2 separate regions of the Mus musculus genome follow, and region 2 is linked to region 1. The links are chromatin contacts, called in public Hi-C maps. All regions are on one chromosome and are shown on one strand. The core of a region is the stretch at or near the end of the contact, and the rest is flanking DNA. Distances in the headings are between cores, read along the strand shown. Region 1 overlaps Chsy1 (chondroitin sulfate synthase 1). Region 2 overlaps Lrrk1 (leucine-rich repeat kinase 1).

The links. A called contact is a pair of places that touch in the nucleus more often than the background predicts.
Region 2: a Hi-C map of Th1 cells shows a contact between it and region 1, with 2.5 times the contacts expected there. The contact joins two enhancer-like sites. A contact is called at or near these places in 1 of 484 Hi-C or Micro-C datasets (Th1 cells), 4 of 115 datasets of contacts at active chromatin or transcription factors (the HPC-7 cell line, the NIH/3T3 cell line, bone marrow-derived macrophages and 1 more) and 1 of 9 other capture datasets (embryonic stem cells).

The regions. Positions count from the first base shown.
Region 1 is chr7:66,146,121-66,150,444 of GRCm38.p6, reverse strand. The region is part of intron 2 of Chsy1 (chondroitin sulfate synthase 1); the gene reads right to left. Among named protein-coding and RNA genes, the nearest start is that of Chsy1, 39 kb to the right of the region's middle. Within about 2 kb of position 2,649, at least 24 of the 459 cell types and tissues checked have an H3K27ac peak or open chromatin away from gene starts, as enhancers often do. A contact at or near this core is called in Th1 cells, where this site is marked.
Region 2 is chr7:66,299,617-66,303,448 of GRCm38.p6, reverse strand. It overlaps Lrrk1 (leucine-rich repeat kinase 1), which reads left to right. Exons shown (of 34, transcript NM_146191.3): 11 at 682-794; 12 at 2,511-2,587. Among named protein-coding and RNA genes, the nearest start is that of Gm45989, 20 kb to the right of the region's middle. Within about 2 kb of position 1,733, at least 17 of the 459 cell types and tissues checked have an H3K27ac peak or open chromatin away from gene starts, as enhancers often do. A contact at or near this core is called in Th1 cells, where this site is marked.

The DNA.
Region 1 (4,324 bases), core at 1,400-3,899:
AACTGTGAGCCATGGGGCTAGAACCCAAGTAGAAGCAGTGGTCCCACAAGAATGAGATGGCTACAGAAAGAAAACTGATTTCATCAGCTGTGAGAAAGCATGCTATTTCCTGGGTCTCATCCCACACAAAACTACTACTTACAGCAGAGAGCAATGAGTAACTATTCATGGTTTGGGGGCATAGCCTAAAGCAGTGTTCCAGTAAGGACACAAGTCTTGTCTTCCCAAACTTCCTCCTATAAATACACATAAGTATGTGTGTGTTGCTCACTGTATGTGTAAATGAATGGTGCTCACTGTAAACATGTCCTTCCCACGTCCAAACTTCAGGTAGGATTTATAGCTTGGGCATGTCCATTTACTCAGGCCATTGGGCAGACCTGGTTCCAAATCAAAATTTAACTTGAGAGAAAGCAAACCACACCAAGCAGAAAACAGCATGGAAATTGGAAAGCTCCTGAGAAGACATCTGAAACAAATCTGCGTATTTCTCACTAAGATTCTATTCCCGACAATTTTTTTTTATATTACTGCATTTACCATCAAAAAGAAAAAGAAAACTACTTAGTGCTTAACATAGGACTACAAGGCTTTTCCTCCATAGCTAATTTGTGGATACAAAAGTCTAGATAAAAAAGGAGGAGTTGTTCCATATGCCCCCCACCCCCAGGGCAGAAGTAGCTATCGCTGAGTGTTCTGCCACTCGGCCGACTCCAGCTCATTTTAATGACTGGTTGGGTTGCCAGACGACAGCGTTGAGGCTGGTTGCCAACAATACTTGCACTTTCATACAGTGTTTCATTTCAGTGTTAGAGGAGCATCCTCTTAAAGCTCAAACACCTTTATCACAGTCTCTGTACATGTAAGCTCATCAAACATTAGGTGCTGTGGGGTTGGAGAGACGGCTCCGCAGTTTAGAGCGCTTCCTGCTCTTGCAGAGAGTCTGAGTTCAGTTCCTAGCACCCATATCCGGCAGCTCACAACCACCTGCAACTTCCGATCTAAAAGGTCCAATACTTGCATCTATGGGCACCTGCACAGATTCTCCAACACACTTAATTTTTAAAATAAATATTTAAAAAAAATAATTGCCAAATATATTAATCATAAAGAGTATCAAAATCTAGTTTGTTTTTTAAAAGGACAAATGTCTGGCATAAGCACTAACTTTTTTTTTTTTTTTTTTTTAAAAAGATTTATTTATTATTTAGTATATGTAAGTACACTGTAGCTGTCTTCAGACACTCCAGAAGAGGTAGTCAGATCTCGTTACGGATGGTTGTGAGCCACCATGTGGTTGCTGGGATTTGAACTCCGGACCTTCGGAAGAGCAGTTGGGTGCTCTTAACTGCTGAGCCATCTCACCAGCCCAGCACTAACTTTTAAAAAAATCCTCAAAAAATTATTATCAATACAGAAATTATATTGTTTTGCTTTGTTTTTTGAAATTTATACACTTAAACTGAAGGCTACATTTACACACATAACAGGTATTTTCTAGGGCCAAGTAACTAAAATTAAAAACCTGTTTTAAGGGGTCAGTGGTAGAGTGCATCTTGGTATGGATGAGGCCCTGGCTTGCTTCATCTCTAGCACCAGACAGACAGCTAATGCTAAGATGTATTTAGGCTTCTTTCAAGATCTACCTGAGCCTTAGCCCTGAAGTAAAGAACCCCAAGATGGGGTCCAAGGTTGGAGAAGACAGTCTCAAGAGCCCAGCAGGGGTCTCAGATGCCAGTGAAAGGCTTCTGTAGGTACTGGGACTGGCCGTGGAATGAGCTATCAGAGCCACCAGCACAGAAGTGAGGGCCTAGGGAGCATGGTGGTAATGTGGAGGCAACAGGAGACTGTTCTCACACAGGATGAGATAAATAAATATATCCTAGAATAACAGGTCCTCAACTGGCAAAGGAAGGAGCTCCCGATATGGAAAGAGATAATTAGATCCCTTAGAGTTGAAATGAGTTTGGGGTAACAGCATGAACCAACAGACAATCATAGATCTACTTAAATGTGTTAAGAACTCGGTTTTCTCTGGTTGAGTCCACTAAACATAGCGATGAACAGCAATACCTCAAAAACAATGAACATACCTAAAGCCTACACCTTAGTTTCTGTATGTTTTCTGCTGTACACGGAACAAGGGTCTCGGCTGTAGGACTAGGGAACAAGAAATATCTTGGGAACAGCTTATTACAGAAGAAAGCAAGAAGCTGCTCAAGAATGATAAAAGCCATCTTAAAGACAGAGCTAGCCAGGAAGCACTACAAATGCGCCAGGATTTCAATAGGAAGACAGAGCAAAAGGAAGACCGCGTAACCTATTAAGCAACAGGAACCCAAGAATCTACAGGTACAACCCAGGGGAACAGATGGAAACAGGAGCACCTTTACTTACAACTAATACCAGGAGAGGGCTGGCTGGGGTCCAGGGCCACTTAGCCAGCACCACAGTTTTGCCCAGCACTGATGAGTGTAAGGCCTGAAGTGGACAGGGTACTTACAGAGACTGGGGAGCTGGCCACAAAGATGCTCACTGGTTTACATTAACTTTATTTAAGCAGAGTAACTCTGTAATGGAGAGTGTGGCCAGAACCACACACAGAGCTCAAGGCAGTGCCACTTCTACAGTTCTTCCACCCACATGACAGTGTGGACCTACTCATAGGAAATACACACAAACTGACTGATCCTCTGCTCTGTGACTTCTAAGAGTGTCAGTCCTAAAAGTCAGCCTGAGAACCTATTTCAGATGGGACATGAGAAAAGACATAACACTCAGGGCATTTAAAATTTCATTCATTTTAAGAAAATGAAGACTTACAGATTTTAAAGTAGTTAAAAAAAAAAAGTACCTACATGTGAGCCATGAGGTCTTTTCTATTTTAAAGAAAAAGGGTTAAGTACTGATGTTTCTGAGACTGGGAATTATACAAATTTGATGTTTCATAGGGAGAAATTACTAAACCAAACCAACTGGTACAAGTGAGGCGCTATGTAAGAGTAAGACATGGCTGAGTCACAGAGAGGAGGGAAAAGTGGTAAGGGACTGTGTACTTCCTGTGTTGAGTTTCCAGGGTAGGTCACAGCCATGGCTGAGACTGCTTCAAGGGTCTAGTGCCAACTGCTACACACACAATAATACTCACTAGTTAGTGTGTGTGGTGTGGGGGCAAAAGGGTGTAATAGCATCAACATTAAAAACCAGTGTGTGTGCACACACACATACATACACATACACACACACACACACAGAGTACTAACTCTCTAGAATAACACCAATTTAACCTTGGTACAAGATCTGACTACTATTTAAACTAGTTTGAGGTCAGCCAGTACCTTTTATTGGTGAGGATGTTTTTATATTACTTGGACCCAGGAAGTGAGTGAGGCATTACAGTCCTCATAGTCTCAGGATTTTACATACAAAGTAATTCTGCAGCAGGAAACAGTAACTAAGGGTTCTATTTCACCTCCAGGACCAACCTTTTAAGACTGTACCCATCCATGATTAGAAACCCTGCCTTAATGTTAAGTAACACAGACAACCTGAAGATGTGGCGGTGTCAGGGTGGATAGGAGTATGACTGCTTTCCACCTCAAGTCCCACTTCCTTCAGTTCTAGATTCTCTGATTCAACAAAAACTATAGCCCTGTTGTGATACAGAAACAAGGACCGGCGTGCTGAGGGTGAGAGCTGGAGCTCCGCTGTAAAGAAGAGGCTCACTAGAGTGGAGCCCACTGTAGAGAAGAGGTCACTAGAGTGGAGCTCCGCTGTAGAGAAGAGGCTCACTAGAGTGGAGCTCCTCTGTAGAGAAGAGGCTCACTAGAGTAGAGCCCACTGTAGAGAAGAGCCTCACTAGAGTGGAGCCCCTCTGTAGAGAAGAGGCTCACTAGAGTGGAGCCCACTGTAGAGAAGAGGCTCACTAGAGTGGAGCCCCTCTGTAGAGAAGAGGCTCACTAGAGTGGAGCCCCTCTGTAGAGAAGAGGCTCACTAGAGTGGAGCCCACTGTAGAGAAGAGCCTCACTAGAGTGGAGCTCCTCTGTAGAGAAGAGGCTCACTAGAGTGGAGCCTACTGTAGAGAAGAGCCTCACTAGAGTGGAGCTCCTCTGTAGAGAAGAGCCTCACTAGAGTGGAGCTCCGCTGTAGAGAAGAGGCTCACTAGAGTAGAGCCCACTGTAGAGAAGAGGCTCACTAGAGTGGAGCCCCTCTGTAGAGAAGAGGCCACTAGAGTGGAGCCCCTCTGTAGAGAAGAGGCTCACTAGAGTGGAGCTCCTCTGTAGAGAAGAGGCTCACTAGAGTGGAGCCCACTGTAGAGAAGAGC
Region 2 (3,832 bases), core at 484-2,983, 150 kb before region 1:
ACTAACCACGACTCTTAAGAATCTTTGGTCTCAGACCCTGATATAGCTGTCTCCTGTGAGGCTTTGCCAGTACCTGGCAAATACAGAAGTGGATACTCACAGTCATCTATTGGATGGAACACAGGGCCCCCAATGGAGGAGCTAGAGAAAGTACCCAAGAGCTGAAGGGGCCTGCAATCCTATGGGTGAAACAACAATATGAACTAACCAGTACCCCCAGAGCACGTGTCTCTAGCTGCATATGTAGCAGAAGATGGCCTAGTCGGCCATCATTGGGAAGAGAGGACCCTTGGTCTAGCAAACCTTATATGCCCTAGTACAGGGGAAAGCCAGGGCCAAGAAGTGGGAGTGAGTGGGTAGGGGAGCAGTGCGTGGGTGGGGGATGTTTAGGAAACTTTTGGGATAGCATTTGAAATGTAAATGAAGAAAATATACAAGAAAAAAAAAAGAATCTTTGGTCTCAGGCCTTTATAGTCCCTCTAGTCTACAGTTCTCATTGACCTTGAGGAAAAGTCTAAATGCATTGTTCATCTCTGCTTGAGAGGATCTGGGGAGTTTCCTAAGTAGAAGTAGGCTGGGATTGTTTGGCTGTACATTGACAGGGAGCCTGCCAACCGTCATGACAACTTTTCCCTTTCCATGTGTAACATCATCTTTCCCCCTCTCTCCTCCCTCTTTCAGGCCCTCATGTTCTTGAGGTTACAGGGAAACCAGCTGTTGTCGCTGCCACCTCAAGAGAAGTGGACCTGCACCCAACTCAAGACCCTGGACCTCTCCAGAAACCAGCTCGGCAAGTAAGCAGTGGGCCTCTTTACCTCTGGTGTATATAGAACCACAGATGATATGTGTTGGACAGCACCAGAGCCAAGCTGCTGTATCCCACTTAGGGTGGATGAAATACTCCTATAAAACAGTTGCTCAGCAATATGAAGGCTGCAGATCTGAGACCAGGGTGCCTCCTGAGACCTCCCTCCTTGACTTGTTAAAGATCAAGGCTGTTATGGGGCTTGCCTTTAATTCTAGCACTCAGGAGGCAGATCAGGTGGATCTCTGAGTTCAAGGCCAGCCTGGTCTACAGATGGAGTTCTAGGACAGCCAGGGCTACACAGAGGAATCCTGTCCTAAAAAACAAACAAGAAAGTGGCCATCCACATATATCTCCATGATCTTTCTCTTTACGGTTGTTGTTGTTGTTGTTGTTGTTGTTGTTGTTGTTGTTGTTGTTTGGACACCATCTATATTAGAGTAGGGAGCATTCTAAAGAGCTCATGCCAACATAACCACTTTCTTAAAGACCCTAATTCATGAATGACCTTATTCAGAAATGCTTGGAATCAGAAGGTTTTCAAATTTTAGATGTCTCTGGGATTTTTGAAGTATTTGGATGTATCCCGGACATCCCGAGATGGGACCCAAAGCTAAATACAGACTAGTGTGTGTGTGTCACAGGCCCCCAACAGCATTTTTAGCATGCCTGAGTTTTAACTGTGACATGGCTCTGAGGTCAGGTCTGGAATGTTCTCCTTTGAACACCACACCAGCACTCACAGGGTTAGTCTTTGGGAGGCATCTGGATTCTAAACTTTTGGATTAAGGGTACTACTGTGTGACTACTATTCTCCTGGGGAGAAAAGACCAAACATGTTTCCCTGTATGGGACACTTGATGACAGAGCACAGATACAGTCCCACCAAGTCTGGCTTGAAGAAGTGACGACTGTGTTGGGGTTACTTTCGGGACTCAGGGTGAGTCAGAGGCACCCCAAGCATAGGTGCCAACCCACAAAAGCTGCATCCTGCCTACCTTAGCTCCACCCATAGTCAACTCTTACCCAGCAACGGGGGTTCCTTGTATAGCCTGCAGGGATTGAGGGTTTGTGAATGATAGAATTTTCCCAAGCTTCCTGAGACGTAGGAGTTTCTCTTTTCCCTCCAGGAAGAGGGAATAGGTACACCACAGAGTATTCCAATACGTATTCCCAGCTCCAAAATCCTGAGAGAAGGATTCCAGGCGACATCATACAGCCCTCGAGCGGGACCTTCCAGCTGTAATTGTTGCAGACTCCTGAACATCCTGTCTCTCACTTCAGCCTAGACTAGAAGTCTATAAATTCTTTACCAGCTACTAATGTGTTCATAGGTGGAATAAAATGTATCCATCCAATGATAGATGAATGGGTTGAAAATGAGCCCTGGAGAGCCCTGCCCCTTGGGGTCACTGGCTGATGGTTACTCTGTAATCGCTAAATAGAACACATACCCAAAGCACCTGCTTGAAGCTAGAAAGCCTGAGAATGTGATAATGACTGTGACCACTAGATTATCCTTCCTAATGGCTTCTTCCAGAAGGCCCCCGAGTTCCCTCATACAAACTGCAGGAAGGCCCAAGCACATGCTGATAGAATTTACTGCCTTCTCTGTGGTTCTATGTGATGTAGTCAGAGCTAGTATACTCCAAGTCTTTGTCATGCTTGGCCTCAAATTTCTGAGTGTTCTCTTTCCCCTCCACAGAAATGAAGATGGGCTTAAAACAAAGAGGATCTCCCTGTTCACCACCAGAGGGCGCCAGCGTTCTGGAACTGAGACAGGTGTGTGCTGGGCTGGGGAGACCATGAGATCCTCCTGTCTTGTATCCAAGTCGTTATGTTGAGCTTTGCCTTTCCTTTCCCGGTTGAAATGTCAGAGATGTTCATGGTCAGCTGAAAGGTCTGTCAGTGTAAATGGTGACTGTTAACCGTGTGTGTGTGTGTGTGTGTGTGTGTGTGTGTGTGTGTCTGTGTGTGTCTGTGTGTGTGTGTGTGTGTGTGTGTCTGTGTGTCTGTGTGTGTCTGTGTCTGTGTCTGTGTGTGTGTGTCTGTGTGTGTGTGTGTGTCTGTGTGTGTGTGTGTGTGTGTGTGTGTGTGTGTGTGTGTGTCTGTGTGTGTGCGTGCCTATGGCCCTAACTCCCCATCTGGAGCCCAGCAATGCTAATAGCTAACTGCCTAAACTGTAGACACAGGAGTCTCAGTCCACACGTAAAGTAGGAAATGTCATCTATGTTGCATATGAGAAAACCAAGTGCAAAACGCAGATCAGAGACAATTGGCATTTGCATCACCTCAGACTGATAGTTGTTTGTGTTAACAACATAGAAAGTCCCCTCTGCTAAGAAATGTACAATTAGTTCTCGGGTGCAGTCATCCTGCTGAGCTATAGAACACGAGAGGTTTTCTTCCAGGCTATCCAGGGGGCACCCCAGCACCCACCATCCACCCCCTCTGCCCCCATTACCCCTGCATCTCCCTGGGTTCCACTAACCACTATTCTAGCCTCTACCTCTGTCAGATCAACTTTTGATCAAATCTGAGACTCTAAAGCCAACTACACCTTCAGAATGTCCATCGGGACAAGAGCATAAAACAAGGGCGAATGTGTAGGCCATTTTAAACAGACTAGCTCCCTTCTCTGCCTTGAAGGAGTGAATGTGAGCAGAACAGGTTCTGAGAGGTGAGGCTGAGAAATGCCACAGAGGCCAAGATGAGTTTGCAAGAAGTGAACGCCATAGGCCATACCCATGCTGCACTCTGTGGGCTGCAGTGTGTGTGTGTGTCTGTGTGTGCACATGCATACACGTGTTTACATGCATGTCTATATATGTATACACACAGTGAACTTCTTGATCAGTCATGTATGTAGGTTTAATATGAACAAGAAATACTGGTGGAAGAAAATTCAAAAATAGATATGAGTAAATGCAGTCTACCCTACAGTATCTGTGAAATCAACATCTGTGAGATCAAACAACTGCTGACAGGAAAGTCACATTCGTACCAAACCTGCACACTTTTCTCTAG